Linked DNA regions of Mus musculus: all the other regions are linked to region 1. The links are chromatin contacts, called in public Hi-C, HiChIP or PLAC-seq and Micro-C maps. All regions are on one chromosome and are shown on one strand. The core of a region is the stretch at or near the end of the contact, and the rest is flanking DNA. Distances in the headings are between cores, read along the strand shown.

Evidence for each region. Hi-C and Micro-C count contacts between places; a contact is called where the count stands out from the background. HiChIP or PLAC-seq counts read pairs in DNA pulled down with a chosen protein or histone mark.
Region 2: a contact with region 1 is called in a Hi-C map of granulocyte-monocyte progenitors, with 7 times the contacts expected there. The contact joins the enhancer-like site here to the promoter of Lipt1 in region 1. A contact is called at or near these places in 6 of 39 promoter capture datasets (the C10 cell line, the HPC-7 cell line, HPC-7-derived erythroid cells and 3 more), 10 of 484 Hi-C or Micro-C datasets (the Ba/F3 cell line, CD8 T cells, the G1E-ER4 cell line and 5 more), 14 of 115 datasets of contacts at active chromatin or transcription factors (the 230-238 cell line, CD8 T cells, T-cell acute lymphoblastic leukemia and 10 more) and 3 of 9 other capture datasets (adipose tissue, embryonic stem cells and liver).
Region 3: a contact with region 1 is called in an H3K27ac HiChIP or PLAC-seq map of CD8 T cells, with 5 times the contacts expected there. The contact joins the enhancer-like site here to the promoter of Lipt1 in region 1. A contact is called at or near these places in 3 of 39 promoter capture datasets (the HPC-7 cell line, embryonic stem cells and hippocampal neurons), 4 of 484 Hi-C or Micro-C datasets (CD8 T cells, the G1E-ER4 cell line, LSK cells and 1 more), 5 of 115 datasets of contacts at active chromatin or transcription factors (CD8 T cells, bone marrow-derived macrophages, embryonic stem cells and 1 more) and 2 of 9 other capture datasets (embryonic stem cells and macrophages).
Region 4: a Micro-C map of the G1E-ER4 cell line shows a contact between it and region 1, with 3 times the contacts expected there. The contact joins the enhancer-like site here to the promoter of Lipt1 in region 1. A contact is called at or near these places in 5 of 39 promoter capture datasets (cranial neural crest, hippocampal neurons, neutrophils and 2 more), 5 of 484 Hi-C or Micro-C datasets (B cells, the G1E-ER4 cell line, embryonic stem cells and 1 more), 3 of 115 datasets of contacts at active chromatin or transcription factors (embryonic stem cells, forebrain and pancreatic cancer cells) and 1 of 9 other capture datasets (adipose tissue).
Region 5: an H3K4me3 HiChIP or PLAC-seq map of bone marrow-derived macrophages shows a contact between it and region 1, with 4 times the contacts expected there. The contact joins the enhancer-like site here to the promoter of Lipt1 in region 1. A contact is called at or near these places in 4 of 115 datasets of contacts at active chromatin or transcription factors (bone marrow-derived macrophages, craniofacial prominence, large pre-B cells and 1 more).

Annotation. Positions count from the first base shown.
Region 1 is chr1:37,870,337-37,873,790 of GRCm38.p6, forward strand. Lipt1 (lipoyltransferase 1) reads left to right here and starts at 1,883. Exons shown (of 2, transcript NM_001037918.4): 1 at 1,883-1,989.
Region 2 is chr1:37,476,627-37,480,080 of GRCm38.p6, forward strand. The region is part of intron 5 of Mgat4a (mannoside acetylglucosaminyltransferase 4, isoenzyme A); the gene reads right to left. Among named protein-coding and RNA genes, the nearest start is that of Gm39627, 25 kb to the right of the region's middle. Within about 2 kb of position 1,950, at least 101 of the 459 cell types and tissues checked have an H3K27ac peak or open chromatin away from gene starts, as enhancers often do. A contact at or near this core is called in the Ba/F3 cell line, CD8 T cells, the G1E-ER4 cell line and 9 more, where this site is marked.
Region 3 is chr1:37,494,096-37,497,549 of GRCm38.p6, forward strand. Mgat4a (mannoside acetylglucosaminyltransferase 4, isoenzyme A) reads right to left here. Exons shown (of 16, transcript NM_173870.3): 4 at 1,778-1,918. Among named protein-coding and RNA genes, the nearest start is that of Gm39627, 7.7 kb to the right of the region's middle. Within about 2 kb of position 1,801, at least 89 of the 459 cell types and tissues checked have an H3K27ac peak or open chromatin away from gene starts, as enhancers often do. A contact at or near this core is called in CD8 T cells, the HPC-7 cell line, LSK cells and 2 more, where this site is marked.
Region 4 is chr1:37,523,738-37,527,191 of GRCm38.p6, forward strand. All of the region lies in intron 2 of Mgat4a (mannoside acetylglucosaminyltransferase 4, isoenzyme A), which reads right to left. Among named protein-coding and RNA genes, the nearest start is that of Mgat4a, 16 kb to the right of the region's middle. Within about 2 kb of position 1,509, at least 33 of the 459 cell types and tissues checked have an H3K27ac peak or open chromatin away from gene starts, as enhancers often do. A contact at or near this core is called in the G1E-ER4 cell line, where this site is marked.
Region 5 is chr1:37,564,891-37,568,344 of GRCm38.p6, forward strand. No RefSeq gene overlaps it. Among named protein-coding and RNA genes, the nearest start is that of Mgat4a, 26 kb to the left of the region's middle. Within about 2 kb of position 1,666, at least 38 of the 459 cell types and tissues checked have an H3K27ac peak or open chromatin away from gene starts, as enhancers often do.

The sequences.
Region 1 (3,454 bases), core at 633-3,132:
CTGTGATCCACATTGTGAGGCTGGGAGATATGAGTTTCTGACCTGGATCTTGGCATGGAGATCTTGAGGCATAGTGGTTACGAATCCCAGGAGACTAAGGCAAGGAGATCTCTTGAGTTCAAGGTCAGCCTGGGACAAAACAAGTCCCAGATCCAGGTGTGGTGGTACACACCTTTAATCTGCACCACACCTCATGCTGGAGACCTACATAAGGACATTTGAAGAAGGAAGATTCGCTTCTCTTTGCCTGCTTGTGTTTACTTGCCAACACAACTGTTTGAATCTACTAGCCTTGTGGGACTAAGCAGCTACTAGATCCTTGGACTTCCCATTCACAGCTGATCGTTGTTGGGGAGTTGGACTACAGACTGTAAGTCATCATAATAGATTTCCTTACTATAGAGAGACAGACTATAAGTTCTCTGACTCTAGAGAACCCTGACTAATACATTTTGTAACATACATACATACATACATACATACATACAGATTGATTTGCTGTATAATGTGTGTTATCTCAGCCTTAATATGGTGATTAAATGAAAGAAGCCCATGCTAATACCTTTAATCCCAGCACTTGGAAGGCAGAGGCAGAAAGCTCTCTGTGAGGCCAGTCTGGTCCACATAGCGAGTTCCAGGCAAGCCTGCCTTACAGGGGGAGACCCTAACTCACACTCAAATAGAAGTTTTAAGAAGAGCAGACAGAGCCAGGCATGGTGGAGCACACTTTTAATTTCAGCACTCCAGAAGCAGAGGCAGGTGGATCTCTGTGCATTCAAGGCCAGCCTGGTCTACAAAATGAGTTCCAGAACAGCCAGGGCTACACAGAGAAACCCTGTCTTGGGGATTGGGAGCGGGGGAGGAGACAGAATAAAATGCAGGAAAGGAGAATTGCCATCACCAGAGGACTATAAAGCAGGTTAGAGTGTTATTGGACATTCCAGTGGAGAAGCTGAAGAAGTAGAAAAAGAGGATAACTGGTCCAAAGACAGACATCTTAGAGCAGACAGTGGAGAATGAAGGAAGGTCATTGAAGGAAATTAAAACAAAACAAAACAAAAAACAAAAACAAAACAGAACAACAACAACAGAAAAAAACTGTCCCTTCTCAGATTTCAAAGAATACAATATAGAAGCAGACTACTAATTTAGGAGCCCTACTAAGGGCAACACAATGTGGGGCTATTTTGATAACTAGCAAAATTCCTACAATGACGAATGGAAAAGTATCCCTTCCCACCCTCATAATACCATCCAGCTGAAGACTGATCTCATCAAAGTTGCAGTAACAGACAGGAGTCCTGTCTGTGGTGCAGCTAATTTATATACCCTGAATTAACTCTGCTCATTTACTGCGTTAGCAGTACCAGGAGGCAAGGCTGGAGAGGCTTCCATTCTAACTGAAGGAGGAGAGACTGGTTTCTGTGGAAGAGCGAGGAATGACCACAAATTCTTTGGGCTCTGCTCATCAAGAAGTGGGTCCGTGATCTCATTCCTTAACTCTAGTCTGGCTTTGTTGTTCCTGGGGCCATAGGAATGCGGTTGAAGCGCTTCCAAGTGCCTTGAATCGAACCGCCCCAGCAGCTAGACAGCACCTCCTGAGTGTGAACAGACCATTTTGGACCACACAGTTTAGCCAACTCTTGCTGAAAGAAACCAGCATAGGAATCACCCAGCTCGTCTTTACATATTTTGGTAAGTGGACTTTGTCCTTTCAATGAATCTAGTTCTAAATGCATTGGCCTGAAGGAAATAACCTTAAAAATATTTGCTTCTATTTCAGGCTTAGCCACGACCTCCTGGGGGTGTGGCTTATCCAGGGGGCGAGCTTTACGGGGGCGTGGCCTCTTGAGGGCGGGTCTCTTGGGCGGGGCTGGGGAGGACTCCCCAGCAACTGCGTCTAGAGGGCTGAGTGTTCTGGGTTCCACGTGGGTTGATTGAGTTTTAATTTGCAGAAAAAGCTGCTGCGGGCGCGACCGGAAGTGGCAGGTGAGTGAAGCCGGAAGCAGTTCCAGTGAATTCTTTGCGGGTTGTGGAGGCACACGCTGAGCAGGAGTGGGTGCTGCGGAGAGCACGCGTGCGTCCCATGGGCCCCTCCTATTGGTTCTGAAAGCTCTGCAGATTACACCTGGTGCTCCGGACGTAATTTCATTATTGGGAACAGTTGATTTCTAATACGGCGTAGGGTAAACTAAACAAGACATTCAGTGCTAGTCGCGTGCCTGCTCCCGAAGAGTAAAGCTTGCTTAAAAGTTCGTAATCACTTCCAGGTTTGGATCGCGTTATTAGGAGGATAGCAAATAGTTTTGGTAAGGCCTTGTGAGGAAGGTAGGCCTGTAGTTAGGTCTTGCTTTACACTCTGTCAGGGAGAAGCATGTGTTGGCAGTTGCAGAAGTGTCTCCCAGAGCATGGAAGTAAGAGCCTCCTGAGGAAATAATTATAACACCAGTAATGAAGATGAAAGCAGAGAGCTGGGGGTGGATTGCTCGGCGGTACAGTTCAAACCTAGACTGAGTGAGTTCCATCCCTTGCTCAGCTAAAGCTGTTAAAATAGAGTGTAGTTGGGTATATCAACCACATCCTAGCCCAGGCGCCTACAGAGGAGTAGGTGGCCAACACAAAACAAACTCCACGGGCTTTTTTTTTTTTTTCTTTTTTGGTCTTGTCTCGTTGATCTTTTACTTATTTTGACTTTAGTTTTCATAGGTTTTGGTTTTTTAAAGAAAGAACATAAAGTTGGGTGGATAGGGAGGTGGTGGGATCTGAAAAAAACGGGGAGAGGAAGGAACGTGATCAAAATGCATTGTATAAAAAGTTTTTCATTTAAAAAAGTAAAATATGGGTGTGGGTCGCTATGCAAAGTAACACTGTAGAAACAGAATTCTACCAGGTTTTCAAAAGTTAGATTGTTTCATTTTGTCTGTCAGCTACAGTCTGTCTCAGAAGGTATGTCAGGCCTTCAACCCAGAGGCAGAGGCAAATAGATCTCTGTGAGCTCAAGGTCAGCCTGGTCTACAGAGGTAGTTTCAGGAGATCCAGGGCTACACACTCATCGTGTCTGAGGGTGGGGAGATTGTGTTCTGATAACTAAAATAATTTGTGATACGATACATAATAATCATTTAGTTTAACTCCTTAAAATGACTCACGTGTAACTATTTTAGTAGTCCTATTTAAACATGACTCACACAGATTTACAGTCTTTATTCTGGCAATGTGTCTCCCTTCCCTGTGACTCTTGTCACCTTTATGTAGTTCACTGATGAATCCCAACTGTCAAGGACAAAGCATGCCTTATAGTTACTGCAGACTCTGTCAGCCATTGGCTGGTTAATTGTGGACCATAGTTAATGTATCAAGGTAAACTCCAGTTTGACATATCTTTTAGGAATCCTTGTACACTTGAAAGAAGACATGTTAAACTGTCAAAAAAAAAAATGGATTGGAAGAGAAG
Region 2 (3,454 bases), core at 700-3,199, 390 kb before region 1:
GCACCGTTTAAAATCCAGACAACCGACTAGATTAGTACAGATACAGGGCAGAGCGCCTTCCACACTGTAGAAGCTCCGGCTCCAGCCTCCCTCCCCACCTGCCCCATTGTGGCCCCTTTCTGACCCCTTTCTGGCCCCTTTCTGGCCCCATTCTGGCCCCTTTCTGGCTCTATCCTGCTGCTTTAACTACTTTTCCTCCTGACTCCTCCTCTTAGCAGCTACATTCGACATCAGAAGACACAGAACTGATCAACGAGTATCTTTATGATTGGACTAAAACTTCCCCCTAATCACAGGGCAAATCACCCCTCAATTGGAGGCAACTATTTCAGAGGCTGAGGCTGAACCCCATGGCAGGAGCAATCATACCCAGAAACCAGACTGCCCCCTCAAATGATGACAGGGATGGAAGGAATGCTTTGCAGATTCAGAACTGAGACACACAGATCTCAGAGCATTGGCCTGAACCAGATTTCCTGACAGTCTGTCAAGCAAACTCCAGAGCCCCTTCTGTTTCTCGTTTCTACCAAATCTCCAAGTTCTATCAGGCCCTGGAGACAGACTTTGGGTCCTGAAGCCCTTCAATTGTTCTGTCTCACATGGCCGTGTTGACTGAAGCAAAGTCCTTTCTCTGTTCTCATCAACAATAATCTGGAGGTGTGGTTGAGGCTAGCCCATCAATGATCATCTGGATGTGTAGCCGAGGCTAGCCCACTGGGACTCTGAAGACAAAACTTTAACCCTAAACTCTAGTAATTTTACCAACTCAACCTACTAAACACCTCTATGAAAATATGTCATGCAAGCATACAGGCAGGATCCATTTCCTCTGGGCGCACATGAAGCACAGAAGCCAACAAACGAGTACTGAGAAGGCTGAAAGGGACACCACCACGTAAATGGTGTTCTCTGACTACAGAGGGTTTGAAGTGGAGATTGGTTAACAGTGGGGATTGTGAGAAATTCTCAAATAGGTAAGAATGTAAAAACACATTTCTACGTAACCCATGGGTCAAGGGAAAAAATTACATAGGAACTTAGAAAGTATTCTGATCTGAATGAGAAAACCAGGGGGCATGTATGGGGTGCAGGGGCTGGGGAGATGGCTCAGCAGTTAAGAGCAGTGACTGCTCTTGCAGGGGACCTGTGTTTGGTTCCTGGCAACTATACCAGGCAGCTCACAACCATCACCTATAACTCCAGCTCTGGGGCGATCTGCCACTTCTGGCCCCTGCGGGTACCACACATGTGGTGCACACTCCCATTCATAGTCATTCACATCCACCCTCCTTCTCTTTAAGCTTAAAAAAAAAAAAGAACTTGAGATATAGTTAACATGGTTCTTAGAGGGAGCTTATAGCTTTGAATTGCTTACATTGCTAAAGAAAAAAAAAACCCCACCCATCATCTCTGCGTGCATCTTTTTAGGAACAAAGCAGCAGAAAAGCAAAACTGAAAGAACTGTGGCTGTGAATGCCACAGAGACAAGACAGAGTCACAGGGTCTGTGTCTCCTCCTCCTGCCAGCTACCCTGAGCCCCAAGACTTCTGAGGTCTCAGAGGTGAAAAAATGCAAACAGAACTCAGGGAATGGAGCCAGGACAGACATTCACAGCCAGGATAGATATCGGAGAGCCAACGGTAGTGCTGCACGGACTGCTCAGCAATCTGTACATCAAATTAGGAGTTAATCTCCCCCCGAAAACAGAGAGCCATCGTGACAGAAAGAAATACTCTTGTACAAATTTCAGATCGGGGAATTTATCTGTCATTGTCCCCAGCACCTGCTTCACAGTGGTACTTCAATAAACACTCATTCAACAAGAGAAAGAGTCTGAGAAAACATAATTCCAGTGAGTGAGAGCCGTGGCTGAGGCTGGCAATATGCCTCATGTACTTCAGGGGAGGAAAGGTTTAAAACTGCACAGGCGACTAACCTCACCCAAAGCACACAAAGTGAGAATCTAACAGGAAAGACTGAGCCTTAGAAAGCTTTGGAGTGGTTAAGACAGTCAGCAGGCGTCCCCAAGTTCCTTCCTGGAAATCACACAACCGTTATCAATGAGACGCAGATACAAGAACCACCCGCTTCACTCTGAAATATTAACAACTGAAATTCCCAGACTCTCGAGGGCATGGCTTTGTCTCATGACCAGAGGTGACAAGCAAGAAGAGCTCTGTGGCTGAAGGAAAGTTGGCAAGTTTATTTTTGTAAAATAGTAGTAGTAGAAGTAGTAATATAATTATCGCCCAGGTGCCTAGAACACAGCTTTATCCCCTGTCAGCCAGTAGCCTAAAAGCCCATACCCTCAGTGACTCATAAAAATACAAGTAGAATACAAAGTAATAAGAAAAAAGGTTTCTGAGTAGAGTCTATCAACAAACTCACTGAGAGAAGAGAGAGGACAGAGGGAGGTGAGGGGACGGAGAGGACGAAGGAAAAGAAACTTGCAGTCAATGACTTGACCATTGCCTTAAGGAAAAGAACAAAGAAAACCACACTCAACTGAAGATGTTGCCATAGAGACGTCACTGCAATGATTCTGAAGGTGTTTGGAAACACAAAGGGCTTCAACGTCTGAAGCAATCCTGAGCAGACCAAAACTGTAGGACCAGACTGTGCGGCGGCGTCAGTACTTCCCACCAACCTACAGGAGGCGGTGAAGTGCTGGCATGAGGTTTAGCTCCAAATCCAGATAATGAAATACAACAGGAAACACACACACCTAACAGTCACTGAATTTTCAATAAATATGTCAGAGAGGTCACGGTGTTCACAGTGTTCTCTCAACACGAGCAACTGGGTTAATGAATGGGTGATGGTCGGAACTTTCACATTACCTTATACCTCGACAGAAGCTAACTCAATGGGGCATAGTCATAATGTAAAAGTTAAAAGTATGACCATTTTCAGGAGGATCACAGTGGGCAGGGCTCTCTTACATCACTAAATAATCAAGAAAAATGCACCCACATACATGTCCACAGGTCAACTGGATGGACGCAAACCTACCAACTCCGGTTCCTACTTCCAAGTACATAAGTTTGTTTCAAGTTGACAAAAACTAACCCTGACAGTCTATGGGACAGTTGTAGGAGAAGCTTAGCTGAGTTTTTCTCAATCAAGACAGGAGGAAGAACATCCAAAGGACAACAGTGTTTGCCGAACACTGATAACTGCAGCATGAAGCCAAAACAGGATATGAAGAGAAGAAGGGAAGGGAATACACCAAACCGGTGTAGAAAGCGGGACAAACCTAACAGAGCAGGGGCAGCGTCACACAGCACCACACAGCCATCTCACCCTGAAGCCAAACGCAGCCCCAAAAGCAGATTAATCTGATAACAGACACGGAAGCCTGTTTATTAATGCGGTGGAATGCACTAGGCAAGATAACCTAACAAGTAAGGGCAGCTGGGACAGAGGCCGGGCAAACAGAAAAGAGCAAACCCAC
Region 3 (3,454 bases), core at 551-3,050, 380 kb before region 1:
TTTAAAAACACAGTCTTTTTTTCATTTGTTACTCTCATTAATGAAAGTGCAGCCTAAATTGACTATGGAACCTTACCCAGACTGGCTGTTAAAGGGAGATATCAATGTTACCTTTTAAAAATAATTAGCAATTGAAGTTCTAAAGAAAGTAGCTAACAGTGTCCTATACACATGAGAGTTTCTATATCTAGCCCCCAAAGGACGGATGCCTCTCCTCAACAAATATTTCTTGAATTAATAATTTAAAAACAAAAGTTAATCTGAATGGGCTAGCATAAGACACACAACTTCTATAGGAAGATCATACGTTGTTTTAAGTTGTTTATAAGACATAAAGATAGAAGAACCAAGGGAGATGGATGCAGAGGCTTAGTAATATCGTTAACATCGAAACATGGTAACATAGTAACATGGTAACATAGTAACTAATAACGTCATAACAGCTCAAATGACCAGAGATAAAGAGAAAGGTGCTTAAGGTATCCAGAGTTGTGGATCCAACTCTGTGGAGGAGAGCTGGTCTAGCATGCACGAGGCCCTGGGTACAAACAGGAGAACTACACAAAGGAAAAGCCAGGTAAGGAACCCACGGGCTGGAGAAACAGCTCAGCCCCAAAGAGCACCTGCTGCTCTTGCAGAGGACCTGGGTTCTATTCCCAGCGCCCATATGGTGGCTCACAACCACATCTAACCCCAGGTCCAGGACAGCCAATGCTCTCTACGAGTTCTGAGGGTGGCAGTCCTGCTATCCCATGGGATGGGGTTCAACACATAAAGTTAAATCCAAAAAAAATTTAACACAAAAATGAAATTCAATCTGGCAAGGCACACACCTGAAATCCCAGTGGGGGGAAGGGAAGGGAAGCTTGGCCTACATAGTGAGACCTCATTTTTTAAAAAATCCCCAGACAACAACAAAGGCAGAAGAATTTTAGTATCTCTAGAATTATTGTTTCCCCAATTGTAATATTTTCATCTCTACATTTTAAATCTATGAAGAAAAAGTCCACCTAAAAAGTCCAAGTTCAATTAAGTCAAAAATTTTAAAGTCTCGTAAAAATGAAACACTAGAAATATTAAGTAGCTAAAAGGTCCTCGGAGGAGAATTCCAGGACTGCTTAGGCAGGAAAAGCATAGCAATAGCAGGTGTTCCCACATGGGATGCTCCTGAGAGCAATGTTCTGCCTCTACATGTCCAGGGGAAGGCGGAGCAGACTGAAGACAAACCCCTAAGGCAGGATTGTGAAGAGCCATTAATGCCAGACTCAGACATGGGGGAGGGGTCATCTCTCTACCTCCCCATTTTTAAAACAGAAAGCTGACAAAGGTTCAAGGTTTATCTGCCTGAACTACATGTGTACTGATCCTGTTTAGATATATGGAAAAGATGTCCATATCATTTCAATAAGCAGATTGCACTAAGCCCCAAGATGCTGTGCAGATATTAAATATATCAATAAATTATATATTATAATTTAACAACCACAATTTAATAATTTAATACCACCAATAGTTATATATTTTAATATTGTTACTATAATAACTTAAATACAAATATATTAAGTATGCTAATATTGATATGCTAATGAGATGAATTAATATGATAATATCAATATTTATTTTCTTTTTAATTATTGAATCTAATATAGTAATTATGTTAATATATTAAATATGCACGTATATTTAATTTTACTCCTTTGTCCTGCTAGACATCTTCCTAGTGGTCAATCAACCCCTCCAAACCACAGTTCCAATAGCAGGCGCACAGTGAACACACCTCCCGTTCTTCCACTGCCAATCTGTACGGCGGGCTGAAGGCTTCTTTCATTTTGCAATAGATGAGGCAAATGATAATAAATACTTGGCACTCGAAGTGATTTTTTGCTTGTCAACTCTTTTAGAAGCTTTATGGTATTATCTGAAACACAGAAAGACAATTTAAGTGGCAGGAACCCCTTACCTTCCGGAAGTTGCTGCCGATTCTCTTTTGAAAATTAACTGAGAACACAGGAGAAACAGCCAGGCAGGCACTAACTACGCAGCAGTCTAGAAAGGAAGTTGCAGCAAGCACACTGGCCACAGCTCAATTTCACTTTCCTGTCTTCTTCTCTTTTCTTTCCTAAAGACAGGTTGTTGATATATACAGCCCACGTGGTCTCAAATCTTCCATGAAGCCATGTTCTTCCATGCCAGGCATGTGCCTGTCCTTCCTAACTTTCATTTTCTTTATGCACTAGCATTTCATCAAACTTTTATATAGAAGATAGATTTCCCTAAAATAGTCACTGAAAATATTTAGAAGTTGGGAACGCTCAGTACGTGTCAATCTAAAAGTGGTTTCCGTTTCATCCAGAGGAGTGGATGAGCCACTGAACAGAGTACAGAGTAAAAATTTCTGTTAATTAGACAATAGTGCTGTCAATTTTCATTCAACTGAGATTTCACCTTCTAAACAAGGCAGTCAGCATTATGGACTTGTGGCCACAATGCCATGAAAGATATGACATGAGGGACGGAGAGACAGGCTCAGTGGTGACAGTACCGGCTGCTCTTTCAGAGGTCCTGGCTCACATGTGCCAGGAGCTCTAACACCCTCCTCTAGCTTCCCTGGGCGCCTCTCAGATGTGGTACACAGACATAATGCAGACAAAAACATCCATATCAAACCCACAAAAATACATCACATCATAGATAAAATTAAACTTGAATTCCACGTGAGAAGAATCAGTAAGTTACAATACCCTATTCCACTCCAGCAAGCAGCAGCCCTTTGAAGGATGCTGTCAGTCACGGTGTGATGCCTGTCCTAGATAGTCAGCAGGATCAAAGGCCCTAACACAGTCTGTCCTGTGACTCAGTCGTTTCCTCTCCATGATTTTAGCTTTCACTCGTTCCACAAATACCTAATTGCTTTCTGTCTTGTTCCAGAAATGGTGTGTTTGGAAATCGCCTGCCATCAAAACATAATCTAATGAAGATCACAAGGGCTGCCAGAAATGTAACCAAACGCTTCGCAAAAATGTCTCTCACAGAGCTGTGATTTGGAAGGGCAAAAGTGACCCAGGAAAACATTCATTTGCTAATTATAGAAGGAAATGCTTCATTTGCTGTGGTCTATGATTAGCACATTAGCTAGAAAAGTATTTCAGTTGGTGTGGGGAGTACACACGGCTAATCCTAAGCACTTGCAAGGCTGAATCGGGAGGCTCACAAGTCTGAGGCCAGCCTGGGCTACATAAGTTACTTCTTGAACAGCCTGTGCCATAGAGTAAAATCTTAGACCATTAAAATAAAATTTTAATGCAAATAGTATTTTGAAGAATAATGACGTCAGACACTGTGGTGTGCACCTTTTATCCCAGCCCTCTAATGCCCAAGGGAGGTGGATCTCTGTGAGTTCCAGCCCTGTCTGGTCCACATAGCAAGTTCCAGGGCAGCCAGAGCTACAGAGCAA
Region 4 (3,454 bases), core at 259-2,758, 350 kb before region 1:
CTCAAACTCTTCTCCAAGCTGACTGATTTAATCTGGCTTCTGTCTCTGTCTCTGTCTGTCTCTCCCCCCACCCCCAACTCAGTGTGTGTGTGTGTGTGTGTGTGTGTGTGTGTCTGTGTGTGTGTGTGTGTCTGTCTGTGTGTGTGTGTCTGTCTGTCTGTGTGTGTGTCTGTGTGTATGTCTGTCTGTCTGTGTGCGTCTGTCTGTGTGTGTCTTTATGTGTGTCTGTCTGTCTGTCTGTCTGTGTCTGTCTGTGTGTGTGTGTCTGTGTCTGTGTGTCTGTGTCTGTGTGTCTCTGTGTGTGTCTGTGTGTGTGTGTCTGTCTGTCTGTGTGTGTGTGTGTGTGTGTGTGTGTGTGTGTACTGCCCCCTCAGGTACCTTCCCTTCGCTCTCTCTTCTCCTTAGAGTTCAGCCTATCCTAGCCTGTCAAATCTATCTCTGACACATTACTTTTTGTCTGGCACTCAATTAGACCTCACTTTCATACCTGGATCCTTCTTTAACCTCATTTTGAGACAAAGGTGTGTGCTAAGGGTGTGTCTGTACTCCAGCCACAGGGAATAAAGGTGTGTGCTAAGGGTGTGTCTGTACTCCAGCCACAGGGAATAAAGGTGTGTGCTAAGGGTGTGTCTGTACTCCAGCCACAGGGAATAAAGGGGTGTGTTAACGGTTGAGCCCACCACACCTAGAAACAAAATCTCAGGGTTCATAGTGTGATCAAATATCCTGCAACACCTTTAAACCTCGTGCCACACCCTCTCCTGGCCTCATACACTCGTGTGCTCATGCCCACGCAAGCACACACACAAATAAATATATTATACATTCATTTATATTATAAATAATTATTTAAAAAAATAAGCATGTTTTAGAAAAGAATGAAGTCTGCCACACTGATAGCTTTGAGTAATTTTAAACATAACGGTTTGCGGGATTTGTGCCTCTTTTGTCTGACTGTACTGCTTTAAGTTTAAAACAATTGAGTCATATCTTTACATATAAAGGAAAAAAGACACATGCATATTCACAGGAAAGGGCCCCATTATAATCGGTCCCCTCTGTGTGTGAGAGACAGACAGACAGACACACACGCACACACATTTTACAGGAAGTAAATGATGACACTTGTGGTCACAAACTCCTCCAGGATCACCAGACCTCCTGCGACATTACCCTGCTCCAGGCTAACAGAACTTTCTAGCCCCTATGACCTCCTGTCTACCCAGGTCACTTCCTGCTCTCATCTACTCTTTTGTCTGCTGCTGGGTCACACAGGTTACCAGTTAGCCCTCTGTCAAGAGGGCACACATAGGTGCAATCCAACACCTACGTGGCAGTGAAGCCTTCCCCTTTTATTTCTATCTCCATTAGGAACAACTTGGACACCACCTCTAGTAGGAAGTCTTTGCAGACACCTCATGGAAAGGAGTTGTTCCTACAACCTATCACAGACATCCAGCCACGGCCCCAGGCATAGGTGAGTGAGCCTCCCGTGGCCTCCCGTGGCCTCCCGTGGCCTCCTGTGACTCATCCTTCATTCCTACCTCAGCTTTCCTTCAGGGGTCAGGTTCTGTGCTTTCCTCCTGTTCATCTTCTTATCACTCAGTGTCAGAGCAGACAGACGGCATTCTGAACGCTTAAGAATGGCAGGCAGGAGGCTAAATACAAGCTACATTAAGAAATGAAACATAAGACCTGGTTCCTTCTGAGAAGGGCCACAAGAAAAATCCAGCGATTTCCAGGTAGAATGCCCAAAGTCTTGTCACCTAAGGCCGGGAAAATCACAACAGTTGCCTTGTGCTAGTACAACATACCTAGCTATTCCTATGGGAGTCTGACCAAAACCTGTTTCCTCTGCCTAACCAGGAAAAGTGTTCAGACAAGGGCACAGCAAGTCTTTAAAATAGCTGGCAAGTCTATGCTGAAGTATCCAGTAGTGGAGCTAATTTTTTTGGTTTAGAAAACTGTAGTCTGGGGCCAACTTGATCGCTTAATGGGTAAAGTCCTCTGCCGCCAAGCCTATTGCCCTGAGTTCAGTTCCCACAACCCACGTGCTGGAAGGAGAGCCAACTCCAGCAAGTTGTCTCCCACCTCCATCTGTGCACGAGGACACACACACTAATACAGAAAATGTTAAAAAATGTGCCCTGTAAGTTGTTACAATGGTTGGTAACACTGTGGGGAAGTATGAAGGAACTCTGTAGACTAGATTTTATAAATTGATTGCATATATAAAATCATTTTGCACTAGAAATGTTTCAAGCAAGCAGCAGTTGCTTACTGTTTATCTCTATACTGCATTTGCACCCCTCCCCCTCCTCCTGTACAGCAGAGTGGGATTTTTGTGTGACCGGCTGAACCATTAGTCCCAGATTGAGCCTGACAATGCCCAGCACTCAAAAGCTGTGCAACGGACCTAAATGGACTCACAACGATGGGGTACTACAAACCTTGGGCTCACTTTTAGTCTCTCCTACTCTGCTCAGCTTTCTGTGCTCTGTAAGAAAAACCTAGGGTAGAGGAGATAGCTCAGTCAGTAAAGTACTAGTCTTGGGAACACAAGGACCAGAGCTGAATCCTCAGAAACCACACTGGGGAGGCAGAGACAGGAGAATCCCCAGGTCTCTAGCCTATTAGGCAAGCTGCAGGCTAGTAAGAGACTGTCTTTTTATAAAAAAAAAAAAAAAAAAAATGACTCATTTCCAAGGAACAAAACCTGACATGGTCCACTGGCCTGAACTCACTCTCTCTCTCTCTCTCTCTCTCTCTCTCTCTCACACACACACACACACACACACCAGCACATATGTAAATATACACATATAGGCAGACACACTAAAGAAAAAAAACTTTAATTAAGGGGCTGAAGAAATAAATGACTAATGTTAAAAACATTTACCATGCTTTAAGAAGATGCAAGTTTGAGCCAGGCAGTGGTGGCCCATGCCTTTAACCCCAGCACTTGGGAGGCAGAGGCAAGTGGATTTCTGAGTTCAAGGCCAGCCTGGTCTACAGAGTGAGCTCCAGGACGGCCAGGGCTATACAGAGAAACCCTGTCTCAAAAAAACAAAAGAAAAAGAAGAAGAAGAAAGAAGAAAGAAGAAAGAAGAAAGAAGAAAGAAGAAAGAAGAAAGAAGAAAGAAGAAAGAAGAAAGAAGAAGAAAGAAGCAGCAGCAAGTTTGGTTCCCAGCAACAATACTGAGCAAGTCACACACACACACACACACACACACACACACACACCTGTAACTCCAGCTCCAGAGGATCTGACATTCTCTTCTGGCCTCCACAGACAGAGTTCTCACATGGCATATGTATACACAAATACATGCAAACATATACATAAATTAAATCTTAAACAAACAAACAAAAAAAACTGCTTTTGTTTGCAAATAGAAGAGACAGCTTTCAATAAAATGCTCTGATGTTCACAGAGTGTCCCCTAACATCCTGG
Region 5 (3,454 bases), core at 416-2,915, 310 kb before region 1:
ATACACACATACATAGATATATACACAGATAGATAGATAGATAGATACATACATACATACATAATACAAACATACATACATAGATATATAGATACATAGATATTAAAAATAAATGAATTAAAATCAGAGAAACATGATTCAGCCCAGCAAAATTGGATCAATTAATTGATAGGTCAGTCCAGCTCATGATTTAAAATAACTCAGATGTCTACATTGAAATCCAGACAATCTGCTGGGTGTCTGGCGGCAGCTGGCCCTGCAGCTGGCCCAGGCTCCTTGGTTGGATGCAGCCTCCAGCACACTCTGCTGCCTCACAGCTTAAGACTTTCATTGGTATGACTACTTGAGCTCTGTATAAATTTGTTATGTCTGGCCATAGGACAATTTTGGAAATTCTACAATGGCCATCCTACCGTTACGTGGCACCCAAGTTCTTTGTGGGAAGAGGTACAGTATACATCTGTTTCCTAAGTTATCTGGCTTTGCTGCTAGATGAATCCTCTGACTCTGTCAGATACACAAAGAAATGAATAGTAATGGCCAGTTAGGTGTCAGTGGTTTGACAGGCCCGTGCTAGGATGGGTGGTGACCCTGTTTGTGTCTAAATGCCCAGCAGGAGAGTTGGGAGGGACTTTAAGTCCTGCCCTGATGTCAACTGGAGGGTGCTGTGGAGAAATCCATGAATAATTCACATCACAAGCCGATGTTCTTCGGGAATGAATTACCTTGTGTGTGCTTCCTGCCTGAATGTCAGCGGACCCCTCCCTGGCGCCTGGGATGAGCTTATGAATAACTGCATTCTCCTGCCGCCTGGGCTTTTAGGGAGGCACTTTTGGGATCTTGGCTCCAGTTGGAGATTTCTGACTCTCTATTTACAGACTACATCACAAGATTTCAAATAACACAAGACTAAAAGTCATGCCCCATGCCCCCCTCAACTAGGAATCTGGGTAGAAATCTAACAACTTTTTTCAGGTTCTTATTATTATTATTATTTGTTAATTCTTTTATGGTTCCTAGATGATTAAATTCTTATCTCGGTAGTGATGCCTTTTTTAAAAATTTTATTTGTTTTTTACATTCCATATTCTATTCCCCACTCCCCCTTTTAGGTTTTGTGTGTGTGTGTGTGTGTGTGTGTGTGTGTGTTGTTGTTGTTGTTTTGTTTTGTTTTACATGTATGTATTGTGTTGTGGGAAGGGTGTGACTGCTATAGTGTAAGGAATCAGAGGTCAGAGGACAGCTTGCAGGCATCAAGTATCTGCTTCTAACATGTGGGTCCAGGGAAGCCAGGCTGTCAGATTTTGCAGAAAGCACCTTTACCACTGAGTCCCCTGGCCAGCCCCAGCAGTGTTTTTAAGAGACCTGGACCATACACGCAAAAGCATGGTGGTTGGGAGCTGGGGGAGGGGGGAAGGGAAATAGATTTTTAAAGCACGGGATATTTGGGGAACTTTGTAAATAGCCTAGGGATGGGAGGTCAAACCTACTCTCTCTTGGAACTGGCCTCTACCTAGAGAGAGAGAGAGAGAGAGAGAGAGAGAGAGAGAGAGAGAGAGAGAGAGAGAGAGAGAGAGACTGAGAACTTGGCCTGAAACTGAACCCAAGCTGCACCCAACTACCAGGAAGGACTCAAAAGCTTGTCCTTGTCCTTGCCCAGACACTCCCTAGCTAGTTTCTAGCAACAGTTAATCAAAGATTAATCTGATTGTTTCAGATGTACTTTCAGACTGTTCATGATTGTATCCGGTCTTGCTTCAGAGCACCCACCTGTCAGCTTATGACAGACACTTGCCGAGCTGGACCACCCCTCACTGCTTCCATTTCCTATAAAACTTTTGTCCCCATGAGAGTTCAGGGCTGCTTCGCCAAAGTCTCCTGTGGGCCAGTGGTGAGTAAGCCCAAACTGGAGTTTGCAATAAAGAGATCCTAATATGATTATATTGGAAATGGCTCCTTGGTGGTCTTTTTGGGTTCCTGAATAGTTCCTGGCACAACAGGCACACCTGGGAGATACAGTGTCCACTCTAGATTACTGAAGCAAATATTCCAGGAAGTGAGTCATTCAGTCTGGCTCTGGTTTCCTGGTGCACCCAGAAGTTAGGTTTACCCTGTACTTTAGCCATGTAAATGTGTAACAATATTATATAGAGGAAGAAAAAAGCAACGTGCACACCTTACTTTAAAAATATGTTAATGATCTGGTCGTTCAGTTCAGCGGCAGAGACTTTGCCTAGCAGGCTCCAGGCCCCAGGCTTGACCCTGAACACCACTAAAAGAAAAATTTGATGGAGAGTATTAATGATCATCCAAACTGTTGGGAAAACTGTCAGGAGCTTGGTGGATCAATTTGCAAAGGAATGTAGCATTTGCAACAACATCCAATACAGTAAAATAAGGAGTGCCTGTTTTCTCCATGTTAATACTGTTTTGGTTCTGTGACATTGCTAGTCAATACAAATCCAACAGAGTCACGTTCATACCTGAAAATTTCTAGTTATCACAGATTCAATCCCAAGCAGTGTTTGTGCGCGTGCATGCCAATACAAACACACACACACATACACATACACACACACACACACACACACACACACACACACACACACACACACACACACACACACACACACACACACACACACACACACACACACACACACACACACACACACACACACACACACACATACACACACACACACATACATACACACACACACACACACACACACAGTAATAATAATAGAATGATCATCTTTAAAGTAACAGAAACTTAAAGAGTAAAGTTAATTTGAATGACATTTTATTTTGAATAGTCAAAAACATTGAGCAGAATATGCAGTTGATATAAAAAATTACTAGTTACTGGGCTAGGGAGATGGCTCTGTGGTTCAAGTAGTTGCCACAGAAGCATGAAGACCTAAGTTAAAATCTTCAGAATACATACAAGCCAGGTGCCAAAGTACACATCTGTGATCTTGGTGCTTCTAGGGCAAGGTGAAAGGTAAAGACAAAACAGCCATCCATGCCCGCTCACCAGGCTCAAGCACTGGCTGGTCTGACAGTGGCAGAGAGACCCTGATATGAAGCCAGGTGGAAGGTGAAGGTTGACAGCCAGGGTTATTTCCATACATGCTGTGGATTACAGGCACCAGTACACACCTGTGAACTTGAGTACATGAGCACACACACACACATGTGCATATGCACACACATATATACTAGAAAAAATTAGTAAGTACTCATGAGATATTTCCTTGGTGTGATGCCTCTAGCCATTTGGAGGCAGAGCCAAGCAAACCCGGAGCTCATGGCTGGCTGGTGACACATTGATGTCATGTCTCTGGATAAATAAACAAATAAACGAATGGGATCATTTGCATTCTTTTCTTTTACTAAAGTTTTCTAAGTCCAGAGCGTGGCTCATCCTAAGACTAAGCACTTTTCAAAG